Regions from separate parts of the Mus musculus genome. Here region 2 is linked to region 1. Evidence: chromatin contacts called from public promoter capture Hi-C data. All regions are on one chromosome and are shown on one strand. The core of a region is the stretch at or near the end of the contact, and the rest is flanking DNA. Distances in the headings are between cores, read along the strand shown.

Region 1 (4,244 bases), core at 695-3,194:
AATACATATCTGACTTCCACACATGTAAACATACGTGTGCACTCAGAGCACACATACAAAAGAGCCTCTGCAAATCCTGACCCTTTTTATTTTTTAATTTTTTTTTTTTTATTGTTTGGAGACATAGACAGCTAAATAGAAAAAGACTCAAATTCACGGCTTGGCAGCACTAGCTATGACTTCCATTACCTAACCATGGGAAGTTGTCAAGTGGTTTAACCATTCAAGCTTTCTGTTTCTTATTCTATAAAAGGAGGCATATAAACCACCATTTTCCTTTTGTCTGAATTATATGAATACATGACATGGAGACACGATTGAACAGGTATCATAAGAGATGGCCATAATTCCACAGATGTGCCCTTCTAATAGATCAGCTATGTCACTGAGCAGCGTTTATGCCTGAGACAGGTACATATAATTGATATAAGTGATCTAAAGGGAAATGCAGAAATAATCTTGCAACATTTAGCAGATCACTAACATCTTTAGTTACTAAGATGGAACAGATTGCAACAAAGAGTTGACCTGCTGAGCCACTGAGAAAGGAGAGCCCATTAACAAACAGGAAGTCTGTCAGATATCCTGGGCTTGCTCCTCCTAGGCAATCAGAATCAACCGAGCATCACTTAACTCCAGGCAGTTTAGAACACTTCATTCTAGACCTGGAGCCACAAAGGGCTCCCGAGAAAAACACGCCTCTCTTAGATCAGCCTCTTTTACTTTCCTTTATTCTTATGATGAGGTGTCTGTTCTCACGTCCCCAATTCCAGCTGAGAAAATGGGGCAAATACACACTTGATTGTTTTAGGTTGGCACAATTATGTTTGAAATATAAGATTTCTAAATTACAGGTACTAGAAACATTTTTGGTGTCTGATAGAGCTAAGGTTTTTAGTCTCCCCCTTTCATATGTATATCCAGTTAACACTACTTCTATGATTAAACTAATATCTTTAGTTCTTACCTGCTAATTTTTCAGTCCAAACCTATGTTAAAACAAAGAAGAAAGGCTCAATCTGAGACACTAAAATGGTTCGTTCACTCCAGAAATGGATTTGAGGGGCAGGAGAGGGGAAAGAGGGAGTGAGGGAAGGGAAAGAAAGGATTGCCAGAGCAGGTGGGGGAGGAAAGATGTTAAGAATCGATTTATAAGCACGGCTCAATAAAATGTAACAAAGTTTATTGGGCATAATCTTTCACAGTAGCCATTTCAAGAAATAGAAAGGACAAAGGTTTGAGTGTTTTCACATTCCAGGAGCAGTCATAAATATTAGGCAGCTCGTCCAAGAACTCCAGGTAAAGTCAGAGAACCATAGCTGTTTTAAGGTCTTTAAAGTTCAAAGTTAACATAGTCCCTTTTGCTTGGAAAACCTTTTTCCAGCCCTTTACCTGAGGTAATGTCTACCTCAGAGGTGAAGGGGAGAGAGGTAAGCCAGGAGGGGTCATGGTGGGGTGGGGGGGATGGGAGGAGAGGGGGGCTGAGGTCAGGATGTAAAGTGAATAAATAACTAATGGGGGGCTGGAGGAGGGAAAGTTAGGGTAGACTGGCTTTGTTCCCAACTTAGATTCCGAATTCGAGTTCCTTAGGAACACAGTTGCCAAGGAGAAGGAAGCCCCTAGGAGTGTCTCAGCTTCACTCCAGAGAACAAAGAGTTGGGAGAAGGCTCTACCGTAGGCTGCTCTTCCAGCGCAAGGCGAAGGAGAAGACTATGGGTTGAGAGGGAACCTGTGGGGGAACTGAGGGAGGGATTTGGGGTGAAGGAAGGATCAGGCTTCCCCGGGTTGGAGGGGGGAGGTTCCGCCCTCGCCCTTTCCACTGCGGCTCCTTGTTGTGAGGCCGCGGTCGCTTTGGAATTGGAAATGCAGCGCGGCGTGTTCCGAGCACCGGGTCCCCGGAGCAGTGGGTGTCGGGCCGCCGGACCCTGACCCTCCCTCCGCCCCGGTCAAGCCGGGCGCGCACAAGCACCTGCCGGGCCACGCTCGCGGCTGCGCCGGCCGCCCGCCCGCCCGCTCCGCCCCGCCGGCCGCCGTGTGTTTACGTGGAGACGAAGATGGCGGCGGTGACCGCGGGGCCCGTGCAGGCCGGCACGAGTCGCCGGTGAGCGCCCAGCGTGTCCCGGGTGGCCACGGAGCTCTGTCCGCCTCTTTCTAAACAGATCTTTCCTCTCCACTGCGTCCCAGCCTACCCTGCAGACGCCATGGAGGACGAGGAGAGGCAAAGGAAGCTGGCAGCCGGCAAGGCGAAGGTAGGAGCGCGGCGGCCACGGGCCGCGTCGGGAGGCGGTGACCCGGGGCGGAGGCTGGGGGAGAGGCCGGGCCGCGGGGCCGGGGCCGGGGCTGGGGCTGGGGCTGGGGCCGGGGCCGGGGCTGCGGCTGGGGCTAGGGGGCTGCGGCTGGGGCTGAAGAGCCGCCCTCTCTTGCTGCTGCTGGAGACCTGATGACTGCACCGCTCGGCTTGGTTCCTTTCTCCCCGGTGCCACACAAAACCCCCTCTCACCCCGGCTGTTAACTGCTAAGGAATTGCTTCGCAGCCACCACCCTTTCACTTTCTGAAGGGAGTTCAGGGAGTCGGCCAGGCTTTGTGCTTTCCGGAGCAAGGGTTTAGGGTTTTCTTTATTCCGGGAACACCCCTGCGCTGACCATCAGCCTGCCTTCTTGAGGTGTCACGCTGGCACTCTTGGTGTGTGTGTGTGATTGGCCTGTGACAGCTGCCTCGGCAGTGTCTTGAGTGTGCCACAAGTGCCAGCTGTGAACTTGGCTGTAGGGGCGTTCTTTTTGTTTTTTGTTTTTTGTTTTTGTTTTTGCCGTTCTTTGTATATTCGTGCTTGAGGTCTTTGTCATGGCAGGCTCTTTTGTAATGTGTGGAATGGAACTTCGGGGCATCGAAAGGTTCCATAGACTAAAACACCTACAGAATTGCTGTTTTAGATAATGTATTTGTTATTATGTATTTGGTAAGTTTGATTTTGTGTGGGTATGCGGGTATGGCAAGTCATGTATAATCCAGACTTATATGTAGGCATCTTCCAGTGGGCTTACTAAATAATTTGACACTGTTATGAATGGAATAGAATGATTTCTTTGTAAAATTACCTGTTTGAGCTTACCTTTGGACCTCCTTGCTCCCAAAAATGAAGTTACCTTTAAGATATAGTGCCTTTTTTTAAGACCTTATTGTTACTGGGAATAATTAAGTTATATTTTAAGCTTATTGTACTTGTTAGTTTGGAACTGTGATATGGAAGTGTTGTAAGCTAAATAAACCCCTCTCCTCTCCAAATTGCTTTGGTCATGATGTTTCATCATAGCAATAGTAACCCTAACGAAGGCACCTACCTTTCTTTTTTCTTCTCTCACATCATTAACAAAGGAAGCAGGTCAGTAATGAGTGAAGGGCCCTACTGGAGAGAGACGTTGGTACATGCTCAGCATTAGTTTGTTAAAGGAGTGTGTGCAATAGCTAATCTTGTATTTCTAGAATATAGTTAGTTGGTTTCCCATAAGCATCCTCTGTGTAAGGTCAAGATTTGAATGTGTCTCTGTGGCATTCTATAAATGGAGGGAAAGCCCAGCTTAGCTTCCCATTGTGCACCCCAAGGGACTGACCGGGCTCAGAGCATTGAAGGAATTGGAGGTGTAGTGTGCAGTCTTCCTCTCTTGTTCTCCCACCCTTTCTTTCTTTAGCAGAATCTTAGACTATAGTCCAGGTGAGCCTAGAGATCAATGTGTAGTCCAGGCTGGCTGGCTTCAGACTCTAGGGCAATTCTGTGTTAACCTTCAGAGCGATGGAATTCTGTGTGTGAGCTACTGTGTCCAGATAAGGTAGATGTCTTATTGACTACTTCATAATTTCTACTCCCTTCCCTAAATATATTCTGTGCTAAATATGTGTGAGGGACTCCTGCTGAGCTTTGTCTGCCTTCACTAGACCTGTCTTAGGGTTAAGTTGCTGCCAATAGATACTGGATTTATCTTTAGAAGAGATTGTGAATGTGGTTTCTACACATGTCTCTTTGTCTTTCAAAATGCTGTCTTTGTGGGGTTGGGGAGATAGGTGGTCTATTCACTGTGTGAACTGCTTGCTGTACAGGCATGTACACCGGGGTTCATAGTTGTAGCGCCCACACAAAGCTGGACGGCTGGACATGGTGGCATGCATCTGTAATGCAGGGCTTGGGAGAAAGGGACAGACAGACCCGTGGGACGTCCTGTCCAGTCCTCTAGCCAAAACACCAAGCTTG
Region 2 (3,956 bases), core at 104-2,603, 380 kb before region 1:
ACTGCTGAAAATATTCACCCTCTCTTGTTCTTTCTGAACTCTGACTGGCTGGTTCAATTCAGCTGTTCTGGCTCAAATTCCTCTCCAAGCTGACTGGTTCTAACTGGCTTCTCTCACTTTCTGACTGAATTGCTCTGATTGGCCCCGAGTTAACTCTGGCAACCTGTTCTAATCTTCTGGCTCCTTCTCACTCTCTGACTCATTCTGTCTTCACCCGTGTCTAGCTTGTTCTCTTTTCAACCCATCTCAGTAAAACTGCCTCTCTCCTCGCTTTCTCTCTGCACTGCTCTCCTAAGTGGCTTCACTGCCTCTCTCCTGACAGTTGGGCATATTCTATATAGTCTATTTTGTCAGGTTGTTCTCTGATTCATCACTTTGTCTGCCACTCAATTACACATAACTTTCAAATATGGGTGCTTCCTTCTACAAACTAACTTTACCTTCACTGTTTGGGATTAAAACTGTGTTCTAAGTGCTGAGTCATACCACAACTAGAAACAACTGTTTTTTAGTAAATAATACAATCTCAGGTTTCACAGTGTGATCACATATCCTGCAGCATATACCAGCCTTTTTCCCTTTGAATTTTACTTTACACAATGTCTAAGTTACCCAGATCAGACTTGGACTTACTTTGTTGCTCAAAATAGCCTCAAACTCATGATGTCTACCCACCCACCCCTCACCTCATATCCATGAGGTCTGGGGAAAGGCTAAAGGATTTTCTTCAGTATAATGAAAGTCCCATATTTCCATTTTCTAAAATTTCAGAAAGGATTCTGATCGATTTTATTCCTGATGCATTCATGTTGACATGAATCCATAAGTCACTTTTTCTAAGCCTGTGAATAGTCAGAGAATATGGTGTATTAATTAGTCTCTAGAGTCTAGACCACTTCTGAAGTTTAAGTCCAATCCAGATAATCCCATAGCACCAAAGCAGTAAAGTCTAACCTGTGTGTGTTTATCTCCCCCTATGAGTTAATAAACACACCCCTTAAAGATAAGGATTATGTCTTAACTATATTTGACTGGTCCCAGACTCATTTTTTTAAGTTTTATGACAATTTTTTCCATTAGACTTACTTTATGTGTTTGCCTACAGGTGTGCAGTGCGTGTGCCTGGTACCCACAAAGGTCAGAAGAGGGCATTGGATACCCAGGAACTGAGTTACCGATTTGACTACAGAGTGGGTCCTGCTCAGGAATGGTTAAGTGGGTCACAGGAATCCTGCTGCAGCTCCTGGGAACCGCAGGCGGTCGCTAGCGCCGGGCTGTCCTCCGCACCACCAGGGGGCGCCGTGGCGCATACGGTCTCCCCGGATTGGCGGGGCGCCGCTCTCTGGGCGGGGCATAGAGGTGGTAAGAGGACTCGCGGCGGGCCGCTTCGGCTTCTTCTCGGGCCTGCTCCCTCGGCGGCTTCCCGCGCCTTCAGCCGGCCACCATGGGGAAACGGGATAATCGCGTGGTGAGTATTCGGCGGGGAAAACGGAGCAGTGAGGCGGGGCCGGGCGGCAGGCGAACGAGCGGAAGCCGTCGCCCGTCGCGGCGGGGCTGGCGGCCGCGTCGCACTTGGGGCCCCGAGACCCCGCGCCGTGCGATGCGCGTGCGCCTTGCCGGTCCTCAGCGTCCTGCTCGGCCGACCCTGGGGCCTGTCGCCCCGCAGCGGTAAGGGCTGTGAGCCGGAGCCGCCGGTGCCGAGAGGCCCAGACCCAGCGCAGCGGGACCACGGGGATGGGGGTGGGGGACAGGGATGAGGGCTTTGGGGTACTCTAGACTCCAGTGCCCTCGGAAGTTAGTGACTTCTGAACCCAAGTTTCTACCTGTGGGAATGGGAGTCCTCCTTAGTCACCGCTTGACCACAAAGGCAACTGCCCAAGCGAACGCGAGTGGGTACCTAAAGAGCTGCCCGGGAAATGACAGTGTTCCCCGCTCTGTCTTAAAAACAACAACAACAACAAAACAAAAAACAACAACAACAACAACAAAAAACGTCCGTTTTAGTTTCTTGTGGTTCTGTCGTGGAAGCTCGGTGGCCACTAACCTTGCTCGCACTGTGCAGGAATGTACTTTCCTCCTGGCTTCAGGACGAGACCGTAGAATGAATGGAGTTGAGATGAATAGAATAGAATAGACCAGTTGAAATGGTCTATGTGTGTGGGCATCCAGAGTTCGACATAGTGCTTGGACTATTAATGTCCTCAGACACATCTCACCTGATTCCTGGAGATTTTTCTGTTTTGTTTTGTTGTTATTAATGATGCTATCGTTGTTTTAAAGATTATAGGCTTGCTTACAGACATTATTACAGTTTCTTACTGAAATCCAGACTTTCATTTTACTGGAAATTTTTATTTACACATTCCTTAAGGCATTTTCAAAACCTATGAAATTAGTCTCGTTTACTGGAGGGTGTTGACAGCTCTGTACTGTTCTGTTCTGTTGTCATCGCACAATATGTTCTAGTAGCATTTTGTTTGCACTTAAAAGATTCTAAGACTGAAAACATTACATCAAAAGGTGGGAGGTGTTGGAGATGTAATGGAGAACTAATACTTAGGGCAGGGTAAGGATGCTTAAACTGTGACCAGAACTTGTATCATTTGCTACTTGGTTCAGTCCTCATGGATCTTGATATCTCCCCCAGCCCCCCACACCACCACCAGCCCCAAAGTCTCACTTTTTAACAGGACTTTTAAACCACAGCTATCCTATACATCCTGGTCCCACACATAGACAGCTTCTCCATCATCAACATCCCCCACCGTAGAGATACAGGTGAACGTGCAGTTATCTTTCAGGAATCACATAATCCTATGATACTGTGCATAGTGTGTCTTTAGACACGTTACTAATGACATCAGCCACTATGATGCATTGCCACCACTTTGAAAGACTTTGCTTCAGTCACACCTGCTCCTCAATCCACCACAATCACTGTTCTCTTTACTAGCTCCATAGTTTTCCAGGACTAGAGTTTGAGTGTCTGCCTCTGAAAATACTACCTGTTCTGACGTTTGTTGTTGTTCTCCAGAAATTGAGAGGCAATCCAGTTCTTTTTCTTACATTGGTGATGCCCTCATGGTTTTAAAGATTATAGGATTGGGGATTAAAAAACACAAAACAAAACAAAAGCAAAGCAACCAATCCTTTAGAGGACTGGGGTAATGCTTGGAGAGTAGGAGCACAGGCCACTGTCCATCCATCCGTCCATTCGTCCATCCTTCCGTTCTTCCTTCCTATTAATATTTGCTTGCTTGCTTGTTTTGAGATGGTCTCTGTGTTTGTCCCTGACTGACCTGACTAGGCTGGCCTGTGCCTGCTCTGCCTGTGGAATATTGGGATTAAAAGCAAGAGCCAGAGGCCTAGTCTGTGCTGCTCTTGCAGAGGGCTGAAGTTGCGTTCCCAGTACCTACATCAGCCCACTATAATGCCAGCTCCAGGAGATCCAGAGCCCTCTTGTGATATCTGTGACCGCTACACACAGGGACACAAAGATAGATGCAAATTAAAAACAAACAGAAACCCCTTTAGATCTCGTGTTGAACAGTTGTTTTGGCTTTATTCATATTTATTGATTTTGTGTGTCTGTGTGCACACCTACCACGGTAAGCTTATGAAGGCCAGCAAGCAACTTGCAAGAATTTTTCCTTTACCATGTAGATTACCAGGATCAAACTCAGGTCCTCAGACTTGGGTATAAAAATGTTTTGGTGAGTTGAGCCCTCTCTCTCTCTCCTGAACTGTAATTTTTATTTTGTTCTGTTGTGGAGTTTGTTTGTTTGTTTTGGAAGTTGTACTTACAGCCTTTGAAGCTACTGAGAACTGAACTTGAGTCCTTTACAAGTGTGCACTTTAACCTATGAGCCATCTCTCCAGCCCTTCTTAGAGAAGCTTTGGGTTCACAGAACACTTGAAGGGACAGAGAGTTCTGTGCATGTGTGAAAGCTTGCCTG

The links. Promoter capture Hi-C pulls out the DNA fragments that hold promoters and counts their contacts.
Region 2: a promoter capture Hi-C map of pre-B cells shows a contact between it and region 1, with 2.4 times the contacts expected there. The contact joins the promoter of Fam133b here to the promoter of Akap9 in region 1. A contact is called at or near these places in 2 of 39 promoter capture datasets (liver and pre-B cells), 2 of 484 Hi-C or Micro-C datasets (embryonic stem cells and pre-B cells), 1 of 115 datasets of contacts at active chromatin or transcription factors (memory CD8 T cells) and 1 of 9 other capture datasets (liver).

The regions. Positions count from the first base shown.
Region 1 is chr5:3,926,242-3,930,485 of GRCm38.p6, forward strand. Akap9 (A kinase (PRKA) anchor protein (yotiao) 9) reads left to right here and starts at 1,945. Exons shown (of 48, transcript NM_194462.2): 1 at 1,945-2,249. The coding sequence starts at 2,202. Gm51438 (a long non-coding RNA gene) reads left to right here and starts at 2,348. Exons shown (of 2, transcript XR_003955841.1): 1 at 2,348-4,244.
Region 2 is chr5:3,542,480-3,546,435 of GRCm38.p6, forward strand. Fam133b (family with sequence similarity 133, member B) reads left to right here and starts at 1,354. Exons shown (of 11, transcript NM_001042501.1): 1 at 1,354-1,468. The coding sequence starts at 1,445.